2 separate regions of the Hordeum vulgare genome follow, and region 1 is linked to region 2. A link is a contact called in public Hi-C data. All regions are on one chromosome and are shown on one strand. Each heading gives the region's core, a stretch centred on a gene start, on an enhancer-like site or on the middle of the called end of the contact. The rest is flanking DNA. Distances are from core to core; before and after follow the strand shown. Region 1 holds the start of LOC123404063 (phytosulfokine receptor 1-like). Region 2 holds the start of LOC123404010 (probable aquaporin PIP2-2).

Region 1 (3,297 bases), core at 761-3,260, 150 kb before region 2:
GACGACGCCACCTCGCCGGCCCACCGCCCACAAAATCGTCGGAGAAGTGGTGGTGTCTCGTCGCACTGGCACGGTGTCGGTCGATCGCGCGGTCGTTGGTGGTGGTATGATGATAGCGGTAGTGGTACATGCCGATGTCACGCTGCCGCCTCCCGGTGAGTCTACTCGGTGCACGACCAGTGTTCTCTGCTCATCGATCACCCGCTAGTGGCTGCGTGCTCTCTGCTCCGGTGACCCATGTCAGGTGCCGGACCGCGAGCTCATTGGACTGGAGGAAAGGGGCGACGGGCATCTTCATCCTAGTGCCCACTGACCGCCGGGAAAAATAGCAATATCTCCATCCCAAAGGAATCCATCGCTCCACCACTGGTTGTTTTGTTGTTAGCTAGCTAGTGGGTTGTGTAGGGAGATAAGGCGCACCATTAGCCACCAGAATCCGGTTCCGCGACTTGGATTACTTATAAGTCTGGGGCTAACCGTGCCATGATTGTTGATTAATCGCGCGGATATGTTCTTCGTTAAAGTCTCTGCGAAATACTACTAGAAAGGAGAGATACGCACTAAAGCAAAAAATAATATTACCCAAATTATCGGTTCACGACGGCCGGATACGATCTTGTCTTGTGCACATGAAGACGATTGAAATGCTGCGCATTCTATCTAGTCTTGTGCACATGAAGACGATTGAGATGCTGCGCATTCTATCTAGTCTTGTGCACTAGTGGCACGGGCAGTCTGTGACTTGTAGTGGAGTACATGTGATTTAACGATGACACTAAACCAAAGATGAAAAGGGCTTTCTGCCCTCCTAGTCCTAGAGCGGTCGGTCATTACTCATTAGTGTTCTTGCACACGCACGCCATCATCTCTCTCAGGGAAATCAACTCCAAATTTAAACCTTTCCAAGACTCTACTCAACCGCACAGGTCCGGCAATTCGTGGAAAAGAAGGCAAAGGAAAAGACAAAAGTTACGGGTAGTGGGCGTGCAAGTGGCGTAGCATTCCCGCCAGGTAATTGGCCGCCCCTGTCCGAGTGGCCATAGACGAAATGCGCACCGGTGGCAACTTGCACCATACCTAGCTCAGTCTGTTATTTTACCACGATTAGATGTATGTTCCTATATGATATGAAGTCAATTACCATGTCACTGAGGAACAGGTAGTATGATGCATATCAATTAGGTAATTTTAATAAAATGACATAGAACTAAATGAAAAAAGAAAAGGTTGAGTATCATATCATGATATCATATCATCTTAAATGATATGCTACCGTGCGTTATGCATGACAACAAATAAATAATTCCATAATACTAACATACAGATATAGTATCATATGCATAATACTAATATATGATGGCAGGCCGGTGAAATACGAGACGACAACACGTACGTCTTAAAGTTCCATAACGCTTAAAGGAATGATGATAGGCTCCATTAAATCCTCCAAACGACTCGCCGAGTTCCAAAATTAAACTGCATATGGTCTCGTACGTCTGTATTTTCTTAGGGTAGACACCGAGCCAGATAACATTAAACCGATGACCCAGACCCAGCTCTCACCAACAACAGAGCGCAGTGCTTCATCCACAGATTTTATCAGCCATCAACTCGAGCCTAATTTATAATAGACCAAAATGCAGAGTACGAGTAGAATTCTCCCCAGCCCTTTGTACCGTATAATAAGCGCCTAGCTTTTGGAGCCGTGCCATATGTTCACGGGAGGGCACGGCAGGGCCATGGCCGGCCCGGCCGAAAGGGGCGGCTGCACATGCACAGCTTGCCGCTGGCCGTTGACTCTCCTGCCAACCTGCCACAACCAGCCATCCTTCAGTTTTTGGATATACTCCCTCCTAAATATAATTATTTTTCGATATTTCATTAAAGATCTGCATACGGAGCAAAATAAATGAATCTACACTCTAAAACATGTTCATATACATCGGTATGTAGTTCCTAGTGAAACATCTAAAAAGACATATATTTAGAAACGAAGGGAGTACAAGCCTGACAAGTATAGCAACTAGCTATCTTCGAACATATAAATATCTTATGGAAAGCATTCCTAATTAATCATGATTTTGGTATTACGTCCATGACAGGGCCCATTATATGTAAAAAATATTACTGTATTTGTTATAAAAAAATCGACAGTGCTAATATCTGCAAGATTGATTGCCTGTATATTCTCTAAGAGACTGCTCCCTTGAGCTCGTAGAAGTGCCTTCAACAGCAATCGGTTACACCCGTGCGAAATAGCCACACATAGAGAAGCATAATCAATCTAGTTCTTCGAATATCTAGCAATATCCATTTTGTATGCAGGCCGTATCCTTCACCAGTCCGCTTTCACGCTAGTTATTAGATTCATATCCCGAAAACAGCCAAAAGGAAAAGGAAAGCGAGAATGAAAAGGACGGTTAGGCCAACTTTGAACGCAAGTCAAAAGATTTCCGACCATGGATTTCTCTAGCAAGTTGACAGAGACAATCAATTTCCTCAAGAAAATTCGGGACTCCCACTGCCGAGTGCCTGCACAATCAAAGGTCAAAACCGGAGCACGCACCACCCTACTCTGATGTCCTACCGTCTCACACCTCGCCTCCCTCCCTCATCCTTCACTGCCGCCTGCCGCCACCATTGTTGCTTGGGAAACCAGCTTTACGCCCCAAATGGCTTAGATATCACATAGCTCCTGAACACAGCAAACAAGAACCTCTCTTCCCCATTCAAGAGCATCAGCATAGCTCTTCTTGCATCAATGGGGCATTTCTTGATGAAACGCACTACCACATGGCCAACCTGTTTCATCCTATGGTGCTTGTCCACGCAGCTTCTCTTCCTGTCCCCGGTCTACTCCCTCAACCAAAGCTCCTGCAACCCAGATGATTATGGTGCACTGGAAGGCTTCCTGAGAGGTCTCACCGGAGGCATCAGCAGCTGGATGCTCTCAAACACGACATCCGAAGTGGCTAACTGCTGTGCATGGGCGGGTGTCACATGCGACGCTCGCGGCCGGGTCATCAGGCTGGACCTCCATGGCAGGAACCTCAAGGGCGAGCTGGCACTTTCGCTTGCACAGCTGGACCATCTCCAGTGGCTCAACCTCTCCAATAACAACCTCCGTGGTGCCATCCCGGCACCCCTCGTTCAGCTCCATAGGCTGCAGCGGCTCGACGTAAGCAACAACGAGCTTTCCGGCACATTCCCGGCCAACGTGTCACTCCCAGTGATTGATGTGTTCAACATATCCTTCAACTCATTCAGCGGCACCCATCCCACACTCCATGGTTCAGC
Region 2 (3,435 bases), core at 36-2,535:
AGTTTACGTTAAAAACTTACGTAGATGTATCAAAGCTCATAGCACTGGTAGTAGAAATTGAGTATATGATTTGATAATCGCTTTTTAGTTTTTACCAACTATTAACTTCAGTAATTCGAGTTTAACTTACTAGAATATTCTTTCTGAGCACACTTGTTAGAATGTTTTCTCGTTCTTAAGTAAGTTGTTCCAATACTAAGTCAACGACTTCCGCAGCACTTTGATCTGCAGCCAATTCTATCATTGGCCATAAACCCATATACTCTAAAGTGTACTTTTCTTTTGATGGACACTGTAAAGTGTCTCTATGGTTTAATGGTATATATACTGCTACGCTATAGTAGCCATGAGCGATGCAACTAGCGAGACGTTTCAGTAGCCAGTCTCAGTAGTAGTACTAGTACTCACCGGGATGTGGGAATCACGGGCGTTGCGCTTGGGGTCGGTGGCGGAGAAGACCGTGTAGACGAGCACGAAGGTGCCGATGATCTCGGCCGCTAGACCGGTGCCCTTGGAGTAGCCTGCGCTGAGCTCGTTGGCGCCACCGCCGTACCGCACGTAGTAGGAGCTCTGGAAGCCCTTGACAAGGCCGACGCCGCAGATGGCGCCGAGGCACTGCGCGATGATGTAGAGCAGCGCCCGGATGAGCGACACCTTCCTCGCCAGGAACAACCCGAAGGTCACCGCCGGGTTGATGTGTCCACCTATGCATCGTGAAGAGAGAACGCGGGTCAGTCACACGCATGTGCATGATGCATGCATACATGCAGTTAGTATGCGCGAGAAGTTAAGAGAACTAGTGGTCGATCGACGGACGGACCTGAGACGCCGGCGGTGCAGTAGACGAGGACGAAGATCATGCCGCCGAAGGCCCATGCTATGCCGAGGATGCCGACGCCGCTGCAGGCCGCGTCGGTGGTGTTGACGGTGGGGTCGGACTGGTGCTTGTACCCGATGACGGTGGCCACGGTGATGTAGAGGAAGAGGAGCGTGGCGACGAACTCGGCGATCACCGCGCGGTACAGCGACCACTTGGTCAGCTCCTCGAAGTCCACGATCGGCGCCGGGGGCGGGTCCGAGTAGTCCTTGCTGGAGAACTCGCCCCCTTGGGGTGCCGCCTCAATGTCCTTGGCCATTGCTAAGCTAGCTCAACCTAGTGCCCTCTAGCTTGAACGGTGCTTGCTGCAGTTGTTCAGTGTGAGGAGAAAGGGGAGGGCCGGTCAGGTATATATGGGACGTGAGAGGGTGGCTCGTGCCGGGGAGAGGACGAGCTCATCATCAGCTCGAGTTTGGCCTGTTAAGGGGGGAGGCAGATTGATTATTAGCGAGGGATAAGGTTTTCTGCTTAGTTTTTGGGAGGTTTTGGGTTATAATTTGCCGCCCACAACCGACTATAGCATCATCGTTAGGTCGTTTTCGGAGCCTAACGAACTGGTGGCTAGTGATCAATTGGAGGGGAGGGGCTGTTTTCTAAGGTATGTGCAGTGCAGTGCAGTGCAGTGCGCTTACGTTGCTGCTGTACCGCCCTGGAAAAAAGAATATGCAGAAAGTTCAGAAAGCGCACCAAAGTGTTCTACTCTCGTTGCTTCTCGTTGCTGGTCACTGGCAAGCAACACATCATCAGTGATGGCAAAAAAAAAAGAGAGGATATAGCGACCTTTATCTAGGGGCGTGTAGAGTTAGCATGGGTTTTGCAGATGTCTTGGAACGATCAACGATGTGTCCGTTCCAAATGCATGCATGCATATGCAGCTCCAAGTAACTTTTGCTGTAGCGCCGACTACTCCCGACAATTTGGCAGTCCTACCTTTCAGAAAACAATTCAGTATACACAGACAATGACAGGAATTTCAACAGGTTCAGTATATACATGCTTATCCACCAATGGAGATGCCCAGAAACTTGATTGCCACCAATAACAAACAAGGACAGCGAATCATCGCTAAGACAGACAGCTCGCGCAGCTACTCTGCAAATGGAGATTCCTAACAGTAGCCTGATTAGTTGCAGCCTGCAAGCTGTATGACGTGAAGGCATAATAAGCTGCTCCCCCGCTCTTCTCCCCCCTTGCAGAAAACGTGCTCCCGAAATTTGAAGCCCGGCTGGTTAGGTCTCGCCTTTGTGCTTACGGAGAAATCGTGAACCATCGGTGGTCGCTTTCTCTGATCAAGACAAGTATAACAACGAAACAGATAGGCGCAGAACGTTCCTGTCTGCGAATATTTCTAGTATAGTACGTATACTCTACTACGGTGGAGTGGGCCCCTCGACCGATGACATCTCCTCCATTTTCCTTTCCCTCCCGCTACAACTCGTTCCCTGTAACGAACTCCCTCGAGATGCACAACGTACGTATTCTCATACGTCCATACGGCTCCTACTGGGACACGTGGGACAACAGAGACCTTCAGATTTACGGTATCCACATCAGCCGCGCGCGACCAGCCAATCCGGCGGTGCCACCTACGATCATGTGGCTGGAAAGCACCGGGCGGCTCGGGTCGCTCTCACGGCCCAATCATTCAGATTTTAGGAGATGCACCCGTCGACGTAGCTAGCAGCTAGTACTACAACTGTGATGCGGCTCGGACTTTATGCCGACGCAGGACAAGAGCTTGTTCTTGCACGCAAAAGAAACAAGAGCTCACACATTGCATGTAAAATTTACATCTTTGTGTGAAAAGAATGTATTAAAATCGTTAAGATACAACTCTCAGCCTCTACACTAATACGATCTTAGAAGCACCTAGCAACTCCAACGCGCCGATTCAAACGGACAATATTTTTGTCCTTGGGTCTGCCGTCCGTTCGACGTCCGTCGTATTTAACATTTAGATTGGTAATGCGTCCAACGTCCGGGATTTAAATTTATTGACGTGATCGGCTGTCCGTCCCTTTTCAACAAATATGAGCACGTTTTGCATTATTTAACAAGCAGACGTATAAAAAATAGCATAGTTTCACAATCAAATAAAACATAGTTTTTAAATAAATAAGTATAGTTTTACAAACTGAATAAAAATTAAATTGTCTTAAATACATATTAAAAAAGATACATCTATTGGTTGTCAACATGAGCCCACATATGCTCAACCAAATCATTTTGCAGCTCCACGTGAGTTTCTCAATCACACATTCATAATGAAATTGGATGAACTGTTCAAACGTTGTCGTTCCTCCATGCTCATGCACAATATTGTCATCCTGAAACTGAAACCCTTGATTGTATATACATTCCAGACGCTCATCTTTTACAATTATATTATGCATAATCACACAAGTTGTCATCACCTCCCACAGCTTTTTGGTGCTCCAAGTCCTAGCAGGGTACCAAACGATGTCCCATCGAGATTGCAAAACGTCAAAGGCACGCTCGACGTCCTTCCTAGCACTCTCTTGCTCTTGGGCAAATCTTTTCCTCTTCTCTCTGACAGG

What was found. A called contact is a pair of places that touch in the nucleus more often than the background predicts.
Region 1: a contact with region 2 is called in a Hi-C map of leaf, with 6 times the contacts expected there. The contact joins the promoter of LOC123404063 here to the promoter of LOC123404010 in region 2. A contact is called at or near these places in 5 of 6 Hi-C or Micro-C datasets (leaf, seedling and an unstated tissue).

The regions. Positions count from the first base shown.
Region 1 is chr6H:380,777,716-380,781,012 of MorexV3_pseudomolecules_assembly, reverse strand. It overlaps LOC123404063 (phytosulfokine receptor 1-like), which reads left to right and starts at 2,010. Exons shown (of 1, transcript XM_045097988.1): 1 at 2,010-3,297. The coding sequence starts at 2,762. LOC123404064 (a long non-coding RNA gene) reads right to left here. Exons shown (of 2, transcript XR_006611619.1): 2 at 1,301-1,810.
Region 2 is chr6H:380,626,387-380,629,821 of MorexV3_pseudomolecules_assembly, reverse strand. LOC123404010 (probable aquaporin PIP2-2) reads right to left here and starts at 1,285. Exons shown (of 4, transcript XM_045097910.1): 1 at 821-1,285; 2 at 409-704. The coding sequence starts at 1,136.